Linked DNA regions of Mus musculus: region 2 is linked to region 1. A link is a contact called in public HiChIP or PLAC-seq data. All regions are on one chromosome and are shown on one strand. Each heading gives the region's core, a stretch centred on a gene start, on an enhancer-like site or on the middle of the called end of the contact. The rest is flanking DNA. Distances are from core to core; before and after follow the strand shown.

Region 1 (6,457 bases), core at 1,667-4,166:
TTCCTCCACAGCCTGCTCTTTTTTGTTGTCAACTGTAGCTGAGGCTGGCCTTCCATACCTGCTTCTCCTGCCTCCATCTCCCAAGTGCTTGGCTCATAGATGTGGGATATGTGCCTAATTGCCTCTGATTTCTTGACCTTTCTAAATGATCTGTCAAACTTTGCAGTGTTCTCGTCAGCTCACTGCTCAGTGTATTCCCTCGGAAAGGGCTGTGCTCCTAAATCTTTAGTGATAGATGGAAAATAGGAGTGTTATGTAATGTTTGCTAGTTCCCATGGTATAAATTGTTCCACCGTGGCAGTCTTCAAGCTTATGCCCTTGAATACAGAGCTGTGCAGAAATACACAGAAGCCTGTCCATTGATTGTATTTCCACAGTAATGGGATGTAAATATGTTCAGGGTTAGATGATAGTGAGATGTAGTAACATAATTAGAAGGTAATGCATTTCGAGAATTATTACCATTGTCCTAAACATAATAGAAATACTCTAGTGTTTAGAATTGAAGTCAGGGTAAGTGCTTCACTTTGAACTATATCCATAAGCTCTTTATTTATTGAACTGAATGTTTAAAATGGCCATGTAGAGAACATGCTTAGCTTAACATGCTCAAAGCCCACACCACTAAATATAAAACAGCCACACTTAAGGACTGACCCACAGCCAGGCATGGTGGCACACTCCTTTAATCCTAGAAGAAGGAGGAGGTGGGAGGATCTCTGTGAGTTCAAGGCCAGTATACTATGTATACTATGGTATACCTAATAAGCTCCAAGACAGGACTACACAGAGATCCTCAAAAACAAGCAAAACAAACAAAAACAAACCCCAACAAGAACAAAAAACGAAAAAATTTAAAAAACCAAAAAAAAAACCCAAAAAACAGTTTCACAGTGAACCTTCATCTCTCATGAGCATGAATGAGCTCCACAACACAATCCCTCACTTCTTTTTCTTTTCTTCCCATCCCTGCTGTCCCTGATTCTTTGATGCCACCCTAGGTTGGGGTGTAGTGGCATCCCTTCTAAGCATTCTCAGGAGCTGCACTTTCCTTTCCCCTCAGCATTCTAACCCATCAGTCCTTAAGCATCCTGACGCTCTGAGCTCATCCATGTCTATTTTAGCCTGGATCCCGGATCTCAGCCTCCTCTTTTCATCTTACAGATTGACAGGGTCATCCTGTTTGGTCAAAGGATGGATACCGAGCTCCTGAAAGTAGCCAAACAGATTATCTGGCAGCATGTGAATTCCAAGTGCCTCTTTGTTGGTGTCCTCCTACAGAAAACACAGTACATGTAAGGTTGCTGGTTGTTCTTGTACGGCGTCTGAAGACAGTTGTCCATATTTTCCCGTCTGCTCCTGTCAAAGTCTCACTTGTTTGATGTTTTGTATCTTGCCTTCTTGCTTTATTAGTTCTATTGAATTTAATTTTCTAGGACTTTCTTTGAAGTCTTTTTGCCCCTGTATGCTATTAGATACTGGACCCAGACCTTCTGTCCTTCTAGGCAAGCATCCTCTCACTGAGCTGTACTCTGGCCACATAATTCTATTACGACAAGATTGGTTGCACTCAGGGTAATACAGCTATCGGTCACAAAACTGTTATATAGGGGTGAGGTGTATATCTTAAGGTACTGCGGAGTAGAGTCTAGGTATATAGCCTTGGCTGGGTTTGAACTTGATATCCTCCTGTCTTCCAGGGCAGGTGCTGGGATTGCAGATGTAAGCCACTACCCCTGACTCCAGGCATCGATTTCGGTGCTTAGTGACTGCTTCTTTCTTTGGCAGATCACCAAATTTGAATCCCAACGATGTGACGCTCTCAGGCTGCACTGACGGGATCCTGAAGTGAGTCCACATTGGGCATCGGAGGGGAAAGAGGTTGCCTTAGAATGCACTTAAGGGATTCTCTATGCCTGTTAGCTCATTTATTTATTTTTCAAAATAAGATGGCTTATTTTCTTTCACAGATGTCTAAGCTTATCAGCAATACAGTGTGATAAGGGTTCCAACCTTCACTGCCTTTTTTTTTTTTTAAATAGAGCACTTTTGTTTTCTTTTTTTTTCTTTTTTAATTTAAATGTATTTGTTTAGTCCATGTGTATGAGTCCACTGTCACTCTCTTCAGACACACCAGAAGAGGACATCAGATCCCATTACAGATGGTTGTGAGCCACCATGTGGTTGCAAGGAATTGAACTCAGGACCTCTGGAAGAGCAGTCAGTGCTCTTAACCACTGAGCCATCTGTCCAGCTCAACCTTCACTGTCTTAATGCTTGATCACTCTCAACAACCTCTACCTCCTGGCTAAAGGTGGTACCTCAGCTCTGTGTTATACACATCCAAGTTTATGCTATATCCAATGAGAAAGAGGAAAAGCAGGTTGGAACCTTGGATCATCAGTTAAGAGTACATACTGCTCTTGCAGAGGTCCTGGATCTTGATCTGGTACCCAGTACTCAGTACCCAGTACCCAGTAACCATGCCAGGTGGCTCCCAACTACCTGTAATTGTATCCAGCTCCAAAGGGATTCAACAACCTCCTGCAACTCCAGAGATTTGATGCCTCTGCAGACACTGCACTTTTTGGTGCACACGAACCCATAGACGTACACACAGGCATACATAATTAGTTTTTAAAAGGAAATCTTTCTGATCTATTTTATTGAGTTATTATTTGCAATTATTATGCATAATTTTTGTTATTCACCACTTTATTAATTTCCATATGTTTTTAGCTTTTGAGATTAAGTTCTAATTACATCATTTCCCCCTTCTCTTTCCTCTCTCCAATCCCTCCTGTGGTTTGCTCCTCTTGCTTGCTCTCAAATATATAGTCTCTTTTTCTTTGTTCCTGTTACACACAGAGAGACTATAACTAGCTCAGCTCAGTTGGTGTTCCTTGTATGTGAATGATGTCAGGGCTGACAACTGGTATTACGTAACAAAGTTAGAGGGCTCATCCCTGGGGAAGCCTTTCTTCTACTCTTAGCATCCCTTAGTTACCTGTGCTTCTCTGTTTAGATCCCCACTTGGGTCTCTTGGTGATGTACTTGTTCAGGCTTTGTTTAGGTTGCCACACAGAGACATATACACAAACACATAATTGAAACTTTTTAAAACAATTTTAAAAAAACAAAAGTCGAGTGTGGTGTTGCATGCCTTTATTCCCTTGAGCAGCAGTAGCAGGCAGAGATCAGCCTGGTCTACATAGTAAGTTCCAGGCTAGCCAAGTCTACATAGTGAGACCCTGGAGAGAGAGGGGGGGAAAGAGGGAGAGAGAGAGAGAGAGAGAGAGAGAGAGAGAGAGAGAGAGAGAGAGAGAGAGAGAGAGAAAGAGAGAGAGAGGGAGAGGGAGAGGGAGAGGGAGAGAGAGAGAGAGCGAGAGAGAGGAGCGATATGAAAAAATTATATTACTTTTATGTGTATGAATGTTTTGCTGGTGCAAATTATATATATATGATGGGCAAGGCCAGAAGAGGGCGTCAGGTTCCCTAGAACTGGAGTCACAAACAGATGTGAGCATCCATGTGAGCATGTGGGTGATGGAAACCTTCCTTGGGAAGAGCTGCAGATGCGTTTGAACCTTCATGTTTGTTTCCTCTCGTCAAGTTTTCTTTGGATGTCACCTACACTCTTCAACTCATATTGGGAAGCCTCAAGCAATAGGGAGCTATTGTAGTTTATACAGAGCTGATCGCACAGAACAGGGAAGGTCTTAAACTGTAACTTTAGCTCAGACCAGTTTTCTAACAGGGATCTTAAGGTCACCATGCACAGAGAGTGGGAGGGGCTGGGCTGGTGACATCCTTCATCCCCAGTGTTTTGTAGTCTTATTTTCCAGTACACTTTCCTGGCTTATGGTTATCCTTTTTGTCTGGCTAGTCTTTTTGAGATGGGTCTCATTATATGATCCGGGCTCACCTGTACTTGTGATTGCCCCTAGCTCAGGTTGAGAACTGTGACCATGACATACCAGGTCTGCTCTATGGCTGTCTTCCTGAGGGGAGCCGCTGAACTGAGCAGGCGTGTCTTTGCTGCCTGTTTCTCTTGGGATGCCTTCCTGGTTCTGATCTCCAATATTCTGTTTTCATCATGCTTTTCTTAGATTCATTGCCGAACATGGAGCCTCTCGTCTCCTGGAACATGTGGGACAACTAGATAAACTATTCAAGATCCCCCCACCCCCAGGAAAGACACAGGCACCGTCTCTCCGGCCGCTGGAGGAGAACATCCCTGGTCCCTTGGGTCCTATTTCCCAGCATGGGTCAGTCTAGGTTGTGGGACTTGGTGATCTGGGAGGGTTGCCATCAGAACCTGGAGAAATCCTGTGCCTGCCATTCTGTCTGCTAGGGGCATTTGCATTTGGTCTGTTTACTAAGGTCTTTGTTCTCCTCCCCAGGCAGGGGCTTCCTGGGAACTGTCAGACTGTGAACCTATTCCTTGCTTTACTAGAGAGAAAAAAAAAATGTCTGTATGTAGGGAGGAGAGAAGACTCCACATCGATATAGCCAAGGCTTAGGCAAAAGGTTTAGGGCACAGGCTCTGGCTTTTCACATGGGCTTGCTTGATTGTTTTAATTTCTTAAAGATATAAGATATAGTTAAGAATAAGGTTAAGGTTTGCCTCAAAGCATTGCATTGATCGAATAGTAACTTTTTAATATGATTTTTTTTTTTAAAGAAAGAGGCACATAAGAAGTGGGGCTCAAATCTCAGGTTTCTGTAATTAGTCCCACAGCTAGGATATTATCTGGAGGCTGGTAAGACACCCTTCTGGCTATAGGGTTTATGTCAAGTGCTTAAGGGTCATTGCACCTATAACTCTGGACTTGAGATGGGGACTGAGCCCGACCCTCCACTTGCCCCCAGATGGCGCAATATCCGGCTTTTCATTTCATCCACTTTCCGTGACATGCATGGGGAGCGAGATTTGCTGATGAGATCTGTTCTGCCCGCACTGCAGGCCAGAGTGTTCCCCCACCGCATCAGTCTTCACGCCATTGACCTGCGCTGGGGTATCACAGAGGAAGAGACCCGCAGGAACAGGTGCAGGGCCACAGGGAAGAGGGGCTAGGTCAGGGGTGAGACGATTGAGTGGTGGAACTCGAGGGACCATGATCAAGACTACAAGAATAAATGAGGGTGAGGGCGGGCCTTTTAGATACCAACAGAAACTTTATCACCACTTTGCCCAGTTCGATTCAGGACCCTGCCGCCTCTGTATTACTATTGCTTGAAACTGCCCCCAGTGACTCCTTCCTGTTCCTGTAATCATGCCTACAGACAACTGGAAGTGTGCCTTGGGGAGGTGGAGAACTCACAGCTGTTCGTGGGGATTCTGGGCTCCCGCTATGGCTACATTCCCCCCAGCTATGATCTTCCTGATCATCCCCACTTTCACTGGGTAAGGCAGACAAGGTTGGTGGAGCTGGGGAAGAAACAGGGGTTGGAAAAAGCCCCTTGACAGGATGATGCCCCAGCAGGTCCTTGAGTCTTGATGTGAAACGCTGGCAGACGACTCTACCAGATGTACCTAGATGAAGCAGTTCCTTTGAGAGGGGTTTCTTCCCTGCGTTCTCAGAGGGTTGAAAGTTAATCTGCTTAGCTTTTGTCATCAGTTGGATGGTTTAGGTAAAAGGATCAGGAGTTGCAGGCCAGCCTGGGCAACTAAATGACATTGTTTCAGAATATAATGCAAAAAGTCATCTGGCTCCTGCTTTTAATGGTTTTAATGGCTTTAATGGTTTTCACTGGGGAGTGAAAGGCAGAAGGCCCTCCATGAGTTTGAGGTTATCCTAGTTTGCATAGTAAGTTCCAGGCCATCCAGGTCATACAGTGAGGACCCCCCCCCACACACACACACACAAAAGGGTCTGGGAATATAATTTGGTGGTAGATTACTTGGCTACTACAAGTATGGTTCCGAATCCAATCTTCAACACTAAGGAAAAAGTTGTATTTTAAAATACCCAGTACCAGGCTGGAGAGATGGTTCAGCAGTTAAGAGTACCGACTGCTCTTCCGAAGGTCCTGAGTTCAAGTCCTAGCAACCACATGGTAGCTCACAACCACCCGTAATGAGATCTGATGCCCTCTTCTGGTGTGTCTGAAGACAGCTACAGTGTACTTATGTATAATAATAAATAAATCTTAAAAAAAAAATACCCAGTACCTGTTAATCATTTGCTAATGGTTAGCTAGTAACTATATTTTACGGTCTGTGTTTCGGGGAAGGACACAAGATTACTGAGATAAGGGTGATCTCGGGCATCTGAAGGCTTCCAGAGATGGGCTGATGCTTGGGACTGACCCTACCTCTGTCTTCCCTCTCCATGCAGACCCATGAGTACCCTTCAGGGCGATCCGTGACAGAGATGGAGGTGATGCAATTCCTGAACCGTGGCCAACGCTCGCAGCCTTCGGCCCAAGCTCTCATCTACTTCCGAGATCCTGA
Region 2 (6,457 bases), core at 1,770-4,269, 82 kb before region 1:
GATCTAAGGCTGAAAGAGGTTTAAAGACAAGAGGGCGGTGTCTGTATCGAAACTGGGTATCGTGTCTCAAGCCTGTAGTCACAGCATTCAGAGGCCTGCAGTAGCAGAATCATTAGTCCTAGTAGCGCCTGGGTCACAGAGAGATCCTGTCTCAAGACACAGCACAAAAAGATGTAAAGGTGTGTACTGAGGAATTCATAAATTATCATGTACTTCCTTCAATACCTCACATACTTGTCAGAAAATATCCAATCTAGTGGCTAACATTTACTTTCATTTGATTTCTAGTCTACACCCTGTATTTGATCTGTAACAAAAACATCACCTAGAGGCCAAATGACAAATGAATAAATGAATGAACAGTAGATAAATACATAAACCATTTATTCTCTCTCTCTCTCACACACACACAAACTCATTTATTCTACTTTGACCCTTCAGAGTATAAAATGGGTTCTTTCCTCCCTACATTGTTTTGGTGGCAGGAATGCATACTAGGATTGAAATCCCGGGCATAATGTGTGCTAGGCAAGTGCTTCACCACTGAAATATGTCCCCAGTTCTACTTTTAACTTTTTTTGTATAGCTAGAACCGGATATAAGTTATCATAAAACACAACTTTAGTGAAGATGGAGGTATCGTATCACAAAAGGATAGATTTGGGGGGCTATATATAGCAAGGGCCCAAATAGCGAAACCTAACCTAATTGAGAGTCTATAGCAGAAATCAGCAAGAACAGCAAACTGGCCTGTTGTCTGCAGAGCTGTGACTCATTTTTTAAGTATGTGCTGGGGAGTGTTGGGGTTGTTGAAGACAAGTCTGATGGTAGAAACTAATCTGAAAAAAAAAAAAAACCTGTGTCTAAAACTATCAGAACCTAGAATCAGGCATGGTGTCTCAGGCCTTTGAGGAGAGGTGGGACTTGCCAAGAATTTAAGACCAGCCTAGTTCAAGGATGAGACCCTATTTAAAAAAAAAAAAAATCAAACCAAAACAAAAAAGCCTCCATTTACAATTTCTTTGCTGAAGACAAAAATTAAGCAAAGTCTAAAGACGTTCATCTACCAAATATGACAAAACTATCTTTGGATTTGAGTCACTAGCTGAATCAATAAACACATGTGTATATATCTGACAGGTCAGTATACATCAATTGAGTAAAATGATGCACTTCCCTTCCATCGGTGGAGAGAGACACTAATAAAAGATAATTTTCATTTCAGCAATGGAGGTATTTAGATCAGTTGTGGATCACTGTAGTGGCCTCCATCTGCTCTGAGGAAAGGCTGCTTCTTTAATGGTGTATTTGAGAGAGAGAGAGAGTGTGTGTGTGTGTGAGGGGGGGGAGCAGGCAGACGTGTGGATACATATATATAGGTATTTATTTAGAATGCTGTTCAGAATTTTAGTGTTTTAGGAGGGCAGCAGCAGTGGGTTTTCTCCTAGGGCCCATGACGTCACCAGCCACAGTAGTTGACAAGGTTGACAGAAGCACACCATCCCAGGCCTAAAGTCCAGCAGGTTACCCTTGAGATGAAGTGCCACACTATTGAACCCACTCTTGCTGGGCTGGCCATTGTGATTTGTAGGGGGTTTTAGTTGCTTTTCTCCCATGGCAGCTTCCGTAGACAGCACTTGCACACATGCTTTGAGAGGGGCTTTCAGGTTGGTTCCAACCTTAACCCTTGTAGAGACACTTGTAGAATTAATTATAATTTTACAGCTATGCTTAGAGGCAAATGCCTGTATTCTCAATTACCCGGGAGGTTTGCGAAGAATCACCAAATTCCAAGCCAGGATCTTGTCTCAAAACTAAAGACTGTGGATGTAGCAGTGGTAGTACAGCACATTTTCAGAATTAAAAAAAAATTATTATTATTATCTTTTTTAGGCGCTGAAAGGGAACCTAGGGCTTCCAGCATGGTTACCATTAAGTTCACCAGATAGCATCACCATAACCATCCTACAGGAACAGTCTCTCATTTCCGTTTGTGAGTCAAATCGGACTCAAACTCATGATCCTCTTGCTTTAGCCAGCCTCAGACTCAGCATGCGCACTAGGCTTTTAGACAGTCTTCATATAGCTCAGGCTGGTCTCAAACTCTTAGCCAAACCCGAATGTCTGATCCTCCTGTCTCCATCTTCCATAGTCTGGGATTACAGCCCTACACTGTGACCTTCTGTTTTTTTAACTTTGGACGTTTTTATTTTATATATATGTGTGTGTGCCCACGCACTTAAGCCACGTGTATGTAGCTGCCGGGTGCACAATCTCCAGGAGGTAGAGTTACAGGTAGCATCGGCCCTAGGACTCAAACTAGGCTCCTTTGAAAGAGCAGAAAGTTCCCTTAACCGCTAACGCATCTTCCCAGTGCCCCGCCCTCTTGTATTCTGATCCTCCTTGTGTAGTTCAGTGTTTCTCTCCGCTACCCTGGAATTCCCTTTCCTAACTCATCTCCCCAAGTGTTGCATTTACAGGCATACGCAACCACATCACCACTACTCGGGGGCCTTGTGCCAAGTCAGACAAGCGTGCTAAGCCCTCAAGCTCCCGGTGGCTTTTCGATTCTTGTCCAGGTTTTAGGGCGGTTCCCGCGGCCCAGGATACCAGCCCTGCCAGCCAGAAGGCAGCCGCCCTCACGTTCTGGCGCTAAATTTGGGCCAATAGGGTTACGTCCCACGGGAGACTTGGGCCCAATGAGGAGCGACTCACGCGACAGGCTGCGCACGTGACGCGTGCGGGGCAGCCGCCCACCTGGGCCGGAGGTAGCGCGACCGCCCCACTTCCAATCGCTCGCACAACTTCGAGTCACGTGCAGTGTTTACGGACTCAGCAGCTACGGGAAGACCATGTGACAGTGACGTGACACGTCTCTCTCCAATGGAGAAGGGACGCTCCCTTACAAACCGGGAACTGTTTCAGGTCCACGAATGACAGCGCAGAGGGGCGGGGCCAGCCTGTCACGTGAGCGGGGCGGCACTGGCTGCGGGCGAACGCGGCGCGCAGGCGCCTTAGGGACCCGGTAGCGACGGCGGCGGCGGCGGTGGCAGCGGCGGCGGGAGCTGGTCGCTGACCGAGCGGGAGTCGCCATGGCGGCAGACGGAGAGCGCTCCCCGCTGCTCTCCGAGGCCGGCGATGGCGGCGCTGGTGGCAACGGCTTAGCGGGCCCGGGCGGGAGCGCGACCGGGCCCGGTGGAGGCCTGACGCCCTCCGCACCTCCGTACGGAGCCGGTAAACATGCCCCGCCCCAGGGTAAGCCGGAGGTCTGAGGTGCACGCAGGCCTAGGGGCGGATCGGGTCAGGGGGCGGAGCCTGCTTCCGCGCCAGGTGTGGCCCCGTGGCACCTGTCACGGGGCGAGGCATCCTCGGTCCGCAATCACTGCCTAAGCCTGGCCTGAAAGCGGGTTTTGAGGAAACTGATCTGAGCGCTTTTTTTGTGAGCAGCGGATCGAGCTTACTCAGAGGGTTCCCCACGTCCGTGGAGCATCCGTGGGAAGTGTTCGAATGATGATTTTGGGTTTATCTGCTTCCTCTTCGTAGCATTTCCCCCGTTCCCTGAGGGACATCCAGCCGTGTTGCCTGGAGAGGACCCACCCCCCTACTCACCCTTGACTAGCCCGGATAGTGGGAGTGCCCCCATGATTACCTGTCGCGTCTGTCAGTCTCCGATCAACGTGGAAGGCAAGATGCATCAGCATGTAGTCAAATGTGGTGTCTGCAACGAAGCCACTGTGAGTTATAACTATCTGCAGAATGGGCCTTGTTTCCTGGATCCTCTTTCTGGTTCAACACCCTGTTCATGAAACTTTCAGTTCCTGCATCTTGCAGCAGCCATTTCTTTAGAAGCCACTCACTAAAAATAACGTTCACCAAGCTCTCACTTTTTGATCTTTCCTGGACCTGAAGTGTAGTTCTCACTGGCAGTTGTTGCAGTTGCTTTTGATTTTTGTATTTTGGGGTTCTCTGCTTTTCTGAGACGATCTCACAATGACCCGGGTTCCCATCAGACTCTGCAATCTTCCTGCCCCAGTCTCACAGGCACACTCTACTCTGCTGGCAACATTTGTATATCTCAAATGTCTGATTCTCTTTCTCAGTAATGTCCTTGCAGAGGACTGGGATAATGGGCTTCTCTGCTGAAATGCCCATTGTTCCTTTATTCATTGTTCTCTAGCCCATCAAGAATGCACCTCCAGGAAAGAAGTATGTCCGATGCCCCTGTAATTGTCTCCTTATCTGCAAAGTGACTTCTCAGCGGATTGCCTGCCCTCGGCCCTACTGGTAAGAGACCTAAGAAGAGAAGGCCATATGTAAGGAAAGTTGTAAAGCAATAGGGAAACAAACAAACAAAAAAACAAACAAAAATCTAGAGCTGGGCAAGGTGGTGCATGCCTGTGTTCAATCCCAGCACCTGAGAAGTGGAGGCAGGAAGGCCTGTGTAGTAGCACCTTGAATGTCTAGTCATCCTGCCTACACCTCCTAAGTGCTGGGATGCAGTGTGTCATCAGATCCAAATAGAACTAAGAATTTTAAAAACATACTTTTCCCCCTGTATAGCAAAAGAATCATCAACCTAGGGCCTGTGCATCCAGGACCTCTGAGTCCAGAGCCACAGCCAATGGGTGTCAGGGTCATCTGTGGACATTGCAAGAACACGTTTCTGGTGAGGAGGGATATTGGGAAACCCTGGAGGAGGCAAGTACTAGGAATAGTAGTAAATCCTGAAAAGAATTTCCTCCTCCCCCCTGCTTTCGGGTTCTCATGGAGGAGAGCCTTCTTTCTATGGCTGTTCTTCTTTTTCCATAGTGGACAGAATTCACAGACCGAACCTTGGCACGATGCCCTCACTGCAGAAAAGTGTAAGTGGTTAGGGATTGTACTGGTGACTGGGTGGTGGGTGGCATAAAATCAACAGGGCTATTCCAAATATCAGTTTCTATTGGCTCCCCACAGGTCATCTATTGGGAGACGATATCCTAGGAAGAGATGTATTTGCTGCTTCTTGCTTGGTTTACTCTTGGCAGTCACTGCCACTGGCCTTGCTGTGAGTAGCCTCAATGCAAACCTCTTACCAGCCTCATCACAGGCTAAGATTTGAGAAGGTGATACCTTAAAGAATGGTGAGAGAGCTGGTGTTGGGTTCTGTCCCTGTAATCAAAGAATACAGGCAGTTCTAAGGTAGCCCAGGCTACATAGCAAGACCCCATCTATAATACAAAATGAGGGAGTAGGTTGTTGCCAGCTGCAAATGTGGCTTAGCTGGTAAAAGTATTGGCCTAGCTTGCATGAACACGATCATCCAGCACCACACAAACTGAGCAGAACTGAGCATGGCGGTGCAAGCCTGTGGTCCCAGTACCTAGGAGGTAGAGGCAGGAGCATAGAATTTCAAGGCCATTGACTATAGGATTTGAGGCTGTGCAGGGTACCAACATGAGACCCTTGCCTTATAAAATAAAAACCTAAAATGAGTCTGGTGATAGGATGTAGGGGGAGTATACTTTTAGGTAGAGGTGAACTAAAGTTAAAATTCACTAATAAACTAAGAAGCTAAACAGTGTCCCCACTCTGGAGAAAGAAATGAGTTATCAGCAATCCTGGTTCACTCAGTAGATGTGAGAAATGCTGGCAGATGCCTGGGATGGCAGAGTACTTTACTGCTTAAGGGAAGGAAGCACTAAACCACCTGATCTTGGAAAGACCCCTGAAGGTGTTACAAGTGATTGGGGTACAGAGACAGAAGTTTGCATTGCATTACTGTTTCTAGGACTTTGAAATAGTAGATACCAAAAGTAACCTCATCTTTTTCTTCTTCCTCATCTGTCAGTTTGGTACATGGAAGCATGCACAGCAATATGGAGGGATCTACGCAGCCTGGGCATTTGTCATTTTGTTGGCTGTTCTATGTTTGGGTCGGGCCCTTTATTGGGCTTGTATGAAGGTCAGCCATCCTGTCCAGAACTTCTCCTGAGCCCCTTGATGCAGTCTGTGCCTGACCGCTGCCTGGTACCAACAGTAACACTACAAAAGGCTCTCTGGACTTCTACAAGGAAGCCAAACAGCTGCCTCCCTTTTCCCTGGGGAGAGGTAGGAAGGAAGCAGTCCCTTCCTTCCTTATGTTTGGAAGGGTAGGTAAGACCATTGCTGGCTGGCTGCTCTCTTCCAGGGGTTGCTGTTTAGGGTAAATAGGCAACATTGCCCCTAAGCCTGGATCCTAAAGATGGTTCTAGCCATGCCCTTCCTGTACGTGCTCCCGAGAACCATTCCTGTCCCTTAATACATTCCAGGGCAGGGTTGGGGTGGGAGATGGGAGGGGGTGTTCCCCTCCCTCTGTGCACCATTAGGACCTTGCTGCTGCTATTGCACTTCACCAGGGGCTGGCTCTGGCCTCAATACCCAGTCTCTTCTCCCCACATTTCTCGTCCTGTGGGGTGGGGTAAGCCACTGCTCTGTA

The links. HiChIP or PLAC-seq counts read pairs in DNA pulled down with a chosen protein or histone mark.
Region 2: a contact with region 1 is called in an H3K4me3 HiChIP or PLAC-seq map of bone marrow-derived macrophages, with 7 times the contacts expected there. The contact joins the promoter of Pip4p1 here to the enhancer-like site in region 1. A contact is called at or near these places in 1 of 39 promoter capture datasets (macrophages), 7 of 484 Hi-C or Micro-C datasets (bone marrow-derived macrophages, brown adipocytes, embryonic stem cells and 4 more), 16 of 115 datasets of contacts at active chromatin or transcription factors (the 230-238 cell line, the SCID.adh cell line, bone marrow-derived dendritic cells and 9 more) and 5 of 9 other capture datasets (adipose tissue, bone marrow-derived macrophages, liver and 2 more).

What each region holds. Positions count from the first base shown.
Region 1 is chr14:50,845,425-50,851,881 of GRCm38.p6, reverse strand. Tep1 (telomerase associated protein 1) reads left to right here. Exons shown (of 55, transcript NM_009351.2): 16 at 1,165-1,295; 17 at 1,789-1,848; 18 at 4,110-4,268; 19 at 4,873-5,049; 20 at 5,287-5,407; 21 at 6,342-6,457. Among named protein-coding and RNA genes, the nearest start is that of Gm52116, 12 kb to the right of the region's middle. Within about 2 kb of position 2,916, at least 3 of the 459 cell types and tissues checked have an H3K27ac peak or open chromatin away from gene starts, as enhancers often do. A contact at or near this core is called in bone marrow-derived macrophages, where this site is marked.
Region 2 is chr14:50,927,411-50,933,867 of GRCm38.p6, reverse strand. Pip4p1 (phosphatidylinositol-4,5-bisphosphate 4-phosphatase 1) reads left to right here and starts at 3,019. Exons shown (of 7, transcript NM_001033271.5): 1 at 3,019-3,255; 2 at 3,544-3,734; 3 at 4,178-4,284; 4 at 4,561-4,666; 5 at 4,810-4,862; 6 at 4,957-5,047; 7 at 5,831-6,457. The coding sequence starts at 3,093. The coding sequence ends at 5,974.